Regions from separate parts of the Rattus norvegicus genome. Here regions 1 and 2 are each linked to region 3. A link is a contact called in public Hi-C data. All regions are on one chromosome and are shown on one strand. Each heading gives the region's core, a stretch centred on a gene start, on an enhancer-like site or on the middle of the called end of the contact. The rest is flanking DNA. Distances are from core to core; before and after follow the strand shown.

Evidence for each region. Hi-C and Micro-C count contacts between places; a contact is called where the count stands out from the background.
Region 1: a contact with region 3 is called in a Hi-C map of liver, with 4 times the contacts expected there. The contact joins two enhancer-like sites. A contact is called at or near these places in 2 of 12 Hi-C or Micro-C datasets (kidney and liver).
Region 2: a Hi-C map of liver shows a contact between it and region 3, with 7 times the contacts expected there. The contact joins two enhancer-like sites. A contact is called at or near these places in 2 of 12 Hi-C or Micro-C datasets (kidney and liver).

The regions. Positions count from the first base shown.
Region 1 is chr15:58,367,418-58,370,117 of GRCr8, forward strand. No RefSeq gene overlaps it. Among named protein-coding and RNA genes, the nearest start is that of Serp2, 56 kb to the left of the region's middle. Within about 2 kb of position 1,369, at least 3 of the 93 cell types and tissues checked have an H3K27ac peak or open chromatin away from gene starts, as enhancers often do. A contact at or near this core is called in liver, where this site is marked.
Region 2 is chr15:58,322,356-58,325,055 of GRCr8, forward strand. No RefSeq gene overlaps it. Among named protein-coding and RNA genes, the nearest start is that of Serp2, 10 kb to the left of the region's middle. Within about 2 kb of position 1,291, at least 2 of the 93 cell types and tissues checked have an H3K27ac peak or open chromatin away from gene starts, as enhancers often do. A contact at or near this core is called in liver, where this site is marked.
Region 3 is chr15:58,549,436-58,552,135 of GRCr8, forward strand. It overlaps LOC102546462 (a long non-coding RNA gene), which reads left to right. Exons shown (of 7, transcript XR_010058214.1): 2 at 2,080-2,439. Among named protein-coding and RNA genes, the nearest start is that of Serp2, 240 kb to the left of the region's middle. Within about 2 kb of position 1,371, at least 12 of the 93 cell types and tissues checked have an H3K27ac peak or open chromatin away from gene starts, as enhancers often do. A contact at or near this core is called in liver, where this site is marked.

The DNA.
Region 1 (2,700 bases), core at 119-2,618, 180 kb before region 3:
CAAGGGAACTATGGATGCATTTCTTTAGTTGAGTGGATGAGTACCAACCCTACTTGGCAGTCTGAACCCTGATATGGTATCGTGTGTGTGTGTGTGTGTGTGTAAGAGAGAGACAGAGACAGAGGCAGAGACAGAGAGACAGACAGTGAGTAACGTGACATGACGTGGTTCCTTGGAACCTTTGGTCAAATGCTGGAGCAGTGTTCTCTCTTAGTTTTCGATCTATTTCCTGCTTACTTCTCCCCTCCAGCTCTTACCTATTTATTGCAGCCGGAAATCATTGAAAAGGTAGTAAAAACTATTTCATGTTGAGTCAAATGAGTCCATGTAGCAGTGGAATAATAAATCACTTGTGGAATGTTGCTTGTTGAGAAGCAAAAATATAACGCTTGCAACGCTTTGAAAGGAAAATGTTGCTAAAAACTTTCACCCAAATAGAATTGTCCTCATTTCTTGTTTTTTTTTAAAAGCAACTTCTATGCTTTCAAGTCATTGTAACCATAACACACACACACACACACACACACACACACACACACACACACACGCTTGTGAGTGGTAACAGGCTATGTACACTCTTGAATTTAATAATCTCTATTTCAGTTGTTCACTTTAAGTTTCCAAAATGATAGTGTATTTTTTGTTTGTTTTTTTTGTTGTTGTTTAATTAAAATTTTAGGGGTTTTATTTTGACATCCTCAGATTTCAAAACTAGTCTGCCAAAGAAGAGACTCATACAGGCCACGCACAATCTAAGTCACCATTGCTGGGGCCAGCCCAGCTTTGGGCTTTCCAACAGGACTCCAGGGAAGGGAAAGGATGATACCAGCTTTTCATATTTAGGTAACCTTAGGCCCATGCCCTACTGATGTGATGAAATCTAGACTGTATTGGCAGGATTTAGTTGCATTGATTAATAAGCAAGTCCCAAGTTCATAGAGTCACTCAGAGTCTTGCAGCGTAAGCTTAACCCTTCCAGTCACTGCGTGGTAAGAGGGAAGACTGCACGCCACAGGGAGGACGTTTCTACAAAGTTGAGATCTGCAGGATTGTCAGGCTGCGTTGCTCACGAAGGCCAAGGATGCCTTACCTTCTGTTTCTTCTTCAGTTTACTTCTTAGGCATGCCTTACCTAGTGTTGTACAATCCTTACAGAGCCCACATTAAAGGACTTCATAAATTTCCATTGACTTACCATAAAACAACTACCAAGCCATTGCCCCAGCACGTGACATTTAGGCTGCTTTCTGTTTCGGTAAAAGGACATGGTTGCTTTTAGGATTCCCGATCTACAGCATTATACTCTTTGCACAGGCAGACAGGCAGATTTGCAACAATCCTCAGCCTGTGCATTTCTGTGGAGCCGTGGGAGGTGAACGCTGTGCAGGATAACAGATGTTTCTGTCACTGACCGGCTTATCATTATTGGCAGTGCTTGGACTGCGCCTTTGCTGAATGCTCTACATTAACTTAGACTTCAAAACTGCCCTTCAAGGGGTGTTAATCTGCTCGTTTCTTCTGCTGGAATTCTTTGAGGAGGCAACCCTAAGCTTAGGAGTCGGCAGTCTGCATCCCAACTGTATCCCTCACTACTGTGTGAACTTGCACAGGTCTCTAAGCCTCCCTGGTCTCAGTTTCTGTTTTGTGAAGTAGGGAGCAGCAGAACGTTACTCTGAAGTGCCGAGCTCGAACAACAGAACCATCCCGTTAGCTTTAAACCTCATCCCATGGCCCTGGCTTTTGTTTGTTTGTTTGTTTGTTTGTTTTACCACAGCCTTATCCTTTCTCCAATGAATAACCACTGTTCTCATGCCCTTGGGCTGCACCCTGACCCCTCTTGTCTCTGTTATTCTACCAGCTCTCGCTTTATACAGATGAGTCCCACAACCTCAAAATTCTGTGTATGTCTTAGGAGTTCATACCCTCAACTCCTAACAAGTTTCATTCAGTAAACGCCTCTTCTTCCAAACAGAGCTCCTAAGGGTTTCTTTGCCCTTCAGGTATCCTTTCCTCTGGTAACTCTGGGTGTGTCTGTGTGGTGACATCCATCGCACTATCGTTTATTGTCTATTTGCTGATAATTTGCCTCTAATAGAACCTGGGCCCTGTGTGGATAAAAATCTGTTTGGTTTGGTCTTATAGCTTCGCTTGCAGTGTGTTGTCGGGTATGCGGAAAGTTCTCTGATAAATATTTGGTAACTGGATGGATCAATATCTGTGTTACTCATCAGGCAAAGATCCAAATGGCCTGAAAAGACACTGTACATAGCAAATATTTGCCACCACCGGGCTAGGTTAGGTTTCGAGCAGCCTTGTGGGAGGAGGAGCTCACGTAGCCAGGGACAACTCTGGAGGTGGACACTGTGGAATTCCCAAATACTCAGGTGTAGTCACCTGTCATGGTTCTGAGTGACTCCCTAACCTCAAAGGACAGGGTTGCTAGAGGCTACTATGCTCAGCTGCACATGGGAAGCACACTGTGGACAAAGCCCCAAAGAGGAATCCCTAAATTACATGGGTGGTGGCTGCACCGGAGGAAGTGATTAATCTCCCACAAGGAGAGTTTTGAAAGTGATTGCCTTGATTCTGATGATTAAACTGTGATGTAATTGTCTGAAAAAAAATGAAAAATAGATACATGTTTTAGCACATCACTAGGTACTAAAATTACACTGGTCAGGGATATGGGGTGTGCCTAAAA
Region 2 (2,700 bases), core at 41-2,540, 230 kb before region 3:
GGAATTGGATAAGCAGCCTTGGTTAAGTGTGATCATTTTTCCTCATTATAAAGTGTACCAGTTAGCTTGAGTGTGTATATATGAGACCAAGGTCACATTAGTTGACATACATACCCTAATGACAATTACCTTTGACATACACACCCTTAAGCAAAGGTCTGCCTTGCACAGTTTGTAAATCACATGAAGGCATAAGAGAAAGCAGATACACAAGCAACAGACTGCTAAGTACAGCCATAGCTGTTCATCGAGGTGCCTCAGAGACTAGTGTGGTGACACTATTTAAAAGATTTGGGTCATGAATTAATTACACGGACTGTTTATTCAGTGGCCTGTATGGTTTGTACTTCATTCATTCAGCGTTAACTTGTGCTAGAAACACAACACAGGTTCAGACATCAGGCATGGAGCTCAGATGTAGGCCGTTCTCGACTGGCTTGTGTATTTATTCTTCACAAAATGGGGAAAAATGCTATTTTAAAAACACATTAACATTCAGGCTTTATGGACCCAATTAACACATTCCTTACAGTTATTATTCTAATTTCTGTCAATCAAGTTTCAAGTTCCTTTCAACAACTTCATCACGAGTCGCTGATGAAGCTGCCAGGTCCTCAGGAATGTTGCTGCTTTCCAAATGCCTGGATGCTAAATCCCGGTCTAACAGTTACCTAAAGTCTATCGTAGCTAACATGCTTTCATAAGATTTTATGAAGACCACATCGGCAACAATAGAAGAGGTTTAGAACCTATCTGTACAAACCTCAGGTGAGCAGAGAAGTTTTTTTTCACTGAGATAAAGGTGGCTTCCAAACCATGTGACAGCTCTAGGCCACTGGCTTCTCCAGGTGGGTGCCTCTGAGGCAAGAGCGGCCTGACCGTTGCTAAATATTGCAAGGAAGCCTCAGGCAAGGACAGGAATTAGGTAGAGAGTAAAGAAAGGAAGCCTGGGAAGAAGCTCCAGTCCATTAATGGTAGAAAGAAGTATTAGGGCCTCCATGTTGTCAGCTCAGTGGCTCACCTGTGATCCCAGCACTCAGGAGGCAGAGGTAGGGGAATTGCACGATCAAGGTTAGCCTTGGCTACATAAGACCCAGTTTCTGAAAACCAAACCAAACCAAACAAAAAACAAACCCCAAAGTGAAAAATAAACTAGCTTAAGAGAGAGACAGAGAGACACAGAGACAGACAGACAGACAGACAGACAAACAGACAGACAGACAGAGACAGAGAGAGGGCACTGGTGGTTCTCCCTCAACAGATGTGAGTACTATACCATTTCATCATGGAGCAGAGGTCAGGAAAGAGCCAGTCTGTGGGGGAGAAGAGAAGCGATTCAAGCCAGTTGGCAATGCTCAGCAATAATGATTCCCAAGAATTCCTCTCAGCCTCATATTGGGCACGTGGCTTTAGCTGCCCTTTGACTCTGGAGTCCTTTGTCCAAGTGTGACAAAATACCAGCGGAGGGTGACCTGAGCTTCAGCCCGCACCTTGGGTCTGGCCTCTGGGAGCAGTGTGAATTCTGACGGCAGAGTGTCCGTCCTATTGTGCATTCTTCAAAGCATTATTGCAGGGATTACCATACCACCACTGGGAGATCAGCACACCGGCGGGCAGATGGTGATCTCTACAGTTTCTAGACGGGAGGACCTTAGGGACCAGGTCAGAAGTGGGGAGGGAAGGAAGGTGGCAGGAACATCTTGAAGCTGTAATTCCACAGTGGTTTTTGTTTAGTTTTGTTTTGAATAAAAAATGAAACTTCCAATAGGCTGTTTTCCCTCCATTCCTCACACCATCCATGTCCCTCAGTACCTGTGACATCACAGGGAAGGGGCGGCAGTTCACGTGCACCAGTGCCAGCATTGGGTAAGGGTTCAGTTCGCCTGGCCCCTTGCTCTTTGTCAGAATTCCCCATATATCTTATGATCCCATATCTCTCACAGAACTTAGGCTTGAAAAGGACCTTGGAGGGTGTCCAGTCCAACCCTCCCAATATTAGGAGGGTGCAAAAAAACCACCAGAAGGTAGAAAAACACATCATGGACGGTGCCTAAGGAAGAGGGACGGTTTTCAGATGTGAAAACCAGGCTCAATGAATTTGAGAGTGTGTGTTTGGAGAGGGGTGCTCATTTTCTGCTGAGCTCCTGTTTTGACAGTGTATAGGGCACATAGTTAAATTTCACGTACGTAGCACAGCTAATTATAATCTTGTAAAAGTCACAAAGAGAATTTGGCAGCTAAAGGAACAAAATATATAAGGAAGGAAATATGACAGATACTAGTAAGTTTTTTTTTATCCTTTGGAAAGAAAAATAAACTTTTCAAAGAAGTGTTATGGGCAGTGTCAGCAATGCTGGATTAACGTAACACAAGTTCACACATTCTATGTAAGCGTGGCTCTCCAGGAACCATTTCAACCCTGCTTTCCCCGGTTCTTCTGACCTCTGGGGCTCCCTTTGCATTTTATCTCTTTGCCACACTTGGGATCCTGTGTGAGGTGACGTATCAGTTGGTTGATGCTTTTATGATTTTTTTTTTCTCTTTCTCTGGTCATGGCTCCTGCAAGGCCCAGGATTCTGGACATTTCAAAGACTTTGGCGTTCAGGCACACAGTTGCCCCTTGTTAAGGGTGGAATTGTTTAAATCCATGGCCAATGACTTGGCTCCATGTTATGGGAGGAAGCTGGGCTTGTGCTGTAG
Region 3 (2,700 bases), core at 121-2,620:
AACTCACAGGAGGAGTTAAGGAGCAGAAACAGTAGAAATGATGTGACACAAGACACTCAGGTATGACCTCTGATAAGGGGGAAAAAATCCGTGCTCCACAACCAGACGGCGGATGCCCTGACGACGGTCTGGTGTAAGAGACTGTGGTGTCAGATCATATTCAGTACCAGAGTGCTGGAGCCGGGGAAAGGTTTCAGACAGGCGATGGAAGATCCTCTGATGGCTTCTGAGGCTGTGGGATGCAGGGCTGTGTGGGATCTGTCTGAGGGCTCCAGAAGCAGAGAAACCGAGCAGTATAACCACACGTCCATCCTTGAGACACAGACTCACAAACCGCGAGGTATCACAGGGAACTGGTTCCTGACAGACAGCTCATAGGAGCCGTTGGCGGTATTCGCCCTTTATCAGTGAAGGGTTGGTGGATATTAGGGGCCGGAGGACTACGGAGGAAGCACAGGCTTTACTGAGGAACTAGGATGGCAAAGGCCACATGTGATGCCCAGTTCACTGGGCTGGACATGACTGTGTTCACCAGAGACTTAATGAGAACTGGATACAGCAGGGATCTTGGGACTGGCACGGTGCTTTAATGGCTTTGCTGAACTCCTTGTTGGGGCAGGATCTTAACAAAGGTTAAAAGTCTTTGGAGGTGTATGTGACACAGACTAGCATGTAAAGTGTGTCCGTGGAATGGGAGAGCAGTCTAGAGGAGATGAGAGAAAGGTGAAGCAGCAGAGGTCTATCTCCAAAGCAAATTGACAAGATCTGCGTTGAACCCACATTTTAAAAAGATGACATAAAGGTAAATCCCCTGCTAAGGAGCGACTTGGGAGGCTTTAAAGCCAGAGTTTACAGAAGGCTCACACAATAAAACAGTAACAGCGCAGAAGACTGAGTCTGTACTGGAGGGTGAACAATTACCTCCTAAGCGAAGTCCTTTTCTCTCCTGAAAGAGGTTATGCTTGGGCGTGGAGTTGGTTTGCTAAGCCAGAGCCTGTCCAGAGACCAGCTGCCCCTGTAGCCAATGTGCTAACCTAGAGCCTCTCCAGCGCAGGGATAAGGCCCAAGCAGCAGGTGAGAGCAGAGCCTCAATCCTCCTTTGGCCTGAGCAGCAGGAGCCAGCCCCACCAAGCTCATCAGGGGCCGGGAATCACAGGGAGGATCCCTGGGAGAGCTGTAGGACCTGGAAGTGGAATAGCCCTGAGAAAATGACTGAGGTTTGTGGAGTGTCACTTTAAGGCAGTGCCTCCTGCTGTCCCCAACACTGATTAAACAGAGAGTAACAGATGAAGTCTTCCCATACTGCGTTAAACCTCGCTCACGTTGGACCCTGGTATTTTCTTAGCTGTAGCTGTCTGTAGGCCCGATACTTGGAGTGATGACAGTTGGCTGTCAGAGAGCCTGGCTGAGGTTATCGGGATGACCCTGCTGTTAGTGTATGGGAGGGTGGTTCAGGACTTTGTGCTATTGTTCTGCCCATTTGCAAACTTTCTTATCTAGGCAGCCTAATGCTAACCTTTGAGTGTTTTGTGGATTTGGAAGCACATAAGAGAGACACGTGAATGAGTCTGAAGAACAAGCCTGGGAAATTAGCTCACAGAGGGTCCAAAGGCCAAGTGTCAGGAGCTTTACGGGTTGGTTGGACAAGGCACAGTGATTTCCCAAGGTGACTGGGAAAATCTGCAACAGCCTGACCTGTAAGTGTACAAGAGTAGCCTCTTAGAGTGGAAATGGATTCCCAGAAGCCATAACATTAAGAAGCCCAACACTAGGGGTAGGGTACCGCCCTAGAAGTTGTTAGCCACAGGGGCCTTAGGGGTCCCTATTGTCACTGCATGCAACACATAACTAAATGGGAAGAGCTTACTGCTGAACACGATGCACGTTGGATACGATGAGTTCAAGACCAAGTCCCTCTGCACCACTCTCAGAGCAGATGGGTCTGTGAGAGAGACAATATGACATTTCCCCCCTCTCTGGGGTCGGTTGTTGGAAATAGGTTTCATAGGCGCATTCATTGGAGATTTGCTGATATCTGACAAGCTGTCTTTGCAAATGCTTCTCCTTTTTATTCCTTAGGAACATCTGGATGGGGCCCGAGAATACCCTTAAGCCAGGAGCCCACAGAACAGTTTTAGCTGCACCTGGAGGAGGACTGCTGGCTTCTGGCATCTTCCCTTTGGGGCTTGTAGTTGCTTATCCTGAAGCAAAGCATGACCCTTTGAAGCATCCAGAAGGATGCAAACCACACCAGCCACCAGCATCGAGAGAGAGAGAGAGAGAGAGAGAGAGAGAGAGAGAGAGAATGAATTGGCTTTCCACTTGTCTCTGCTCACGTGCAACCCTGCCAGCCAGCAGCTACCTACCACACTTGTCTCTTTGAAATAAACTGAGAAAGAGATGGAGAGGGAAAAAAACCCACCAACAACATTTTATAAGGTAAGGCAACCATATAACAGGTAGGACAAGTATGAGGAATGCTTGAAACAAATATATATATATATATATGTGACAGTGTCACCTTCCTCTGACACAGCTAATGCCCTTGTGACAAAGGATGTCTACTTTGGGTGGGCAGGTAGTCACCTGTATTTTCCTGGGTCTACTGGAAGTCTACAGATCTCTTTTGAAGTCATTATTTAGGGAATACTTTTTTTTACAAGGTGCTCATTTTTCAATTTAGTCTCCCAGATTACCATT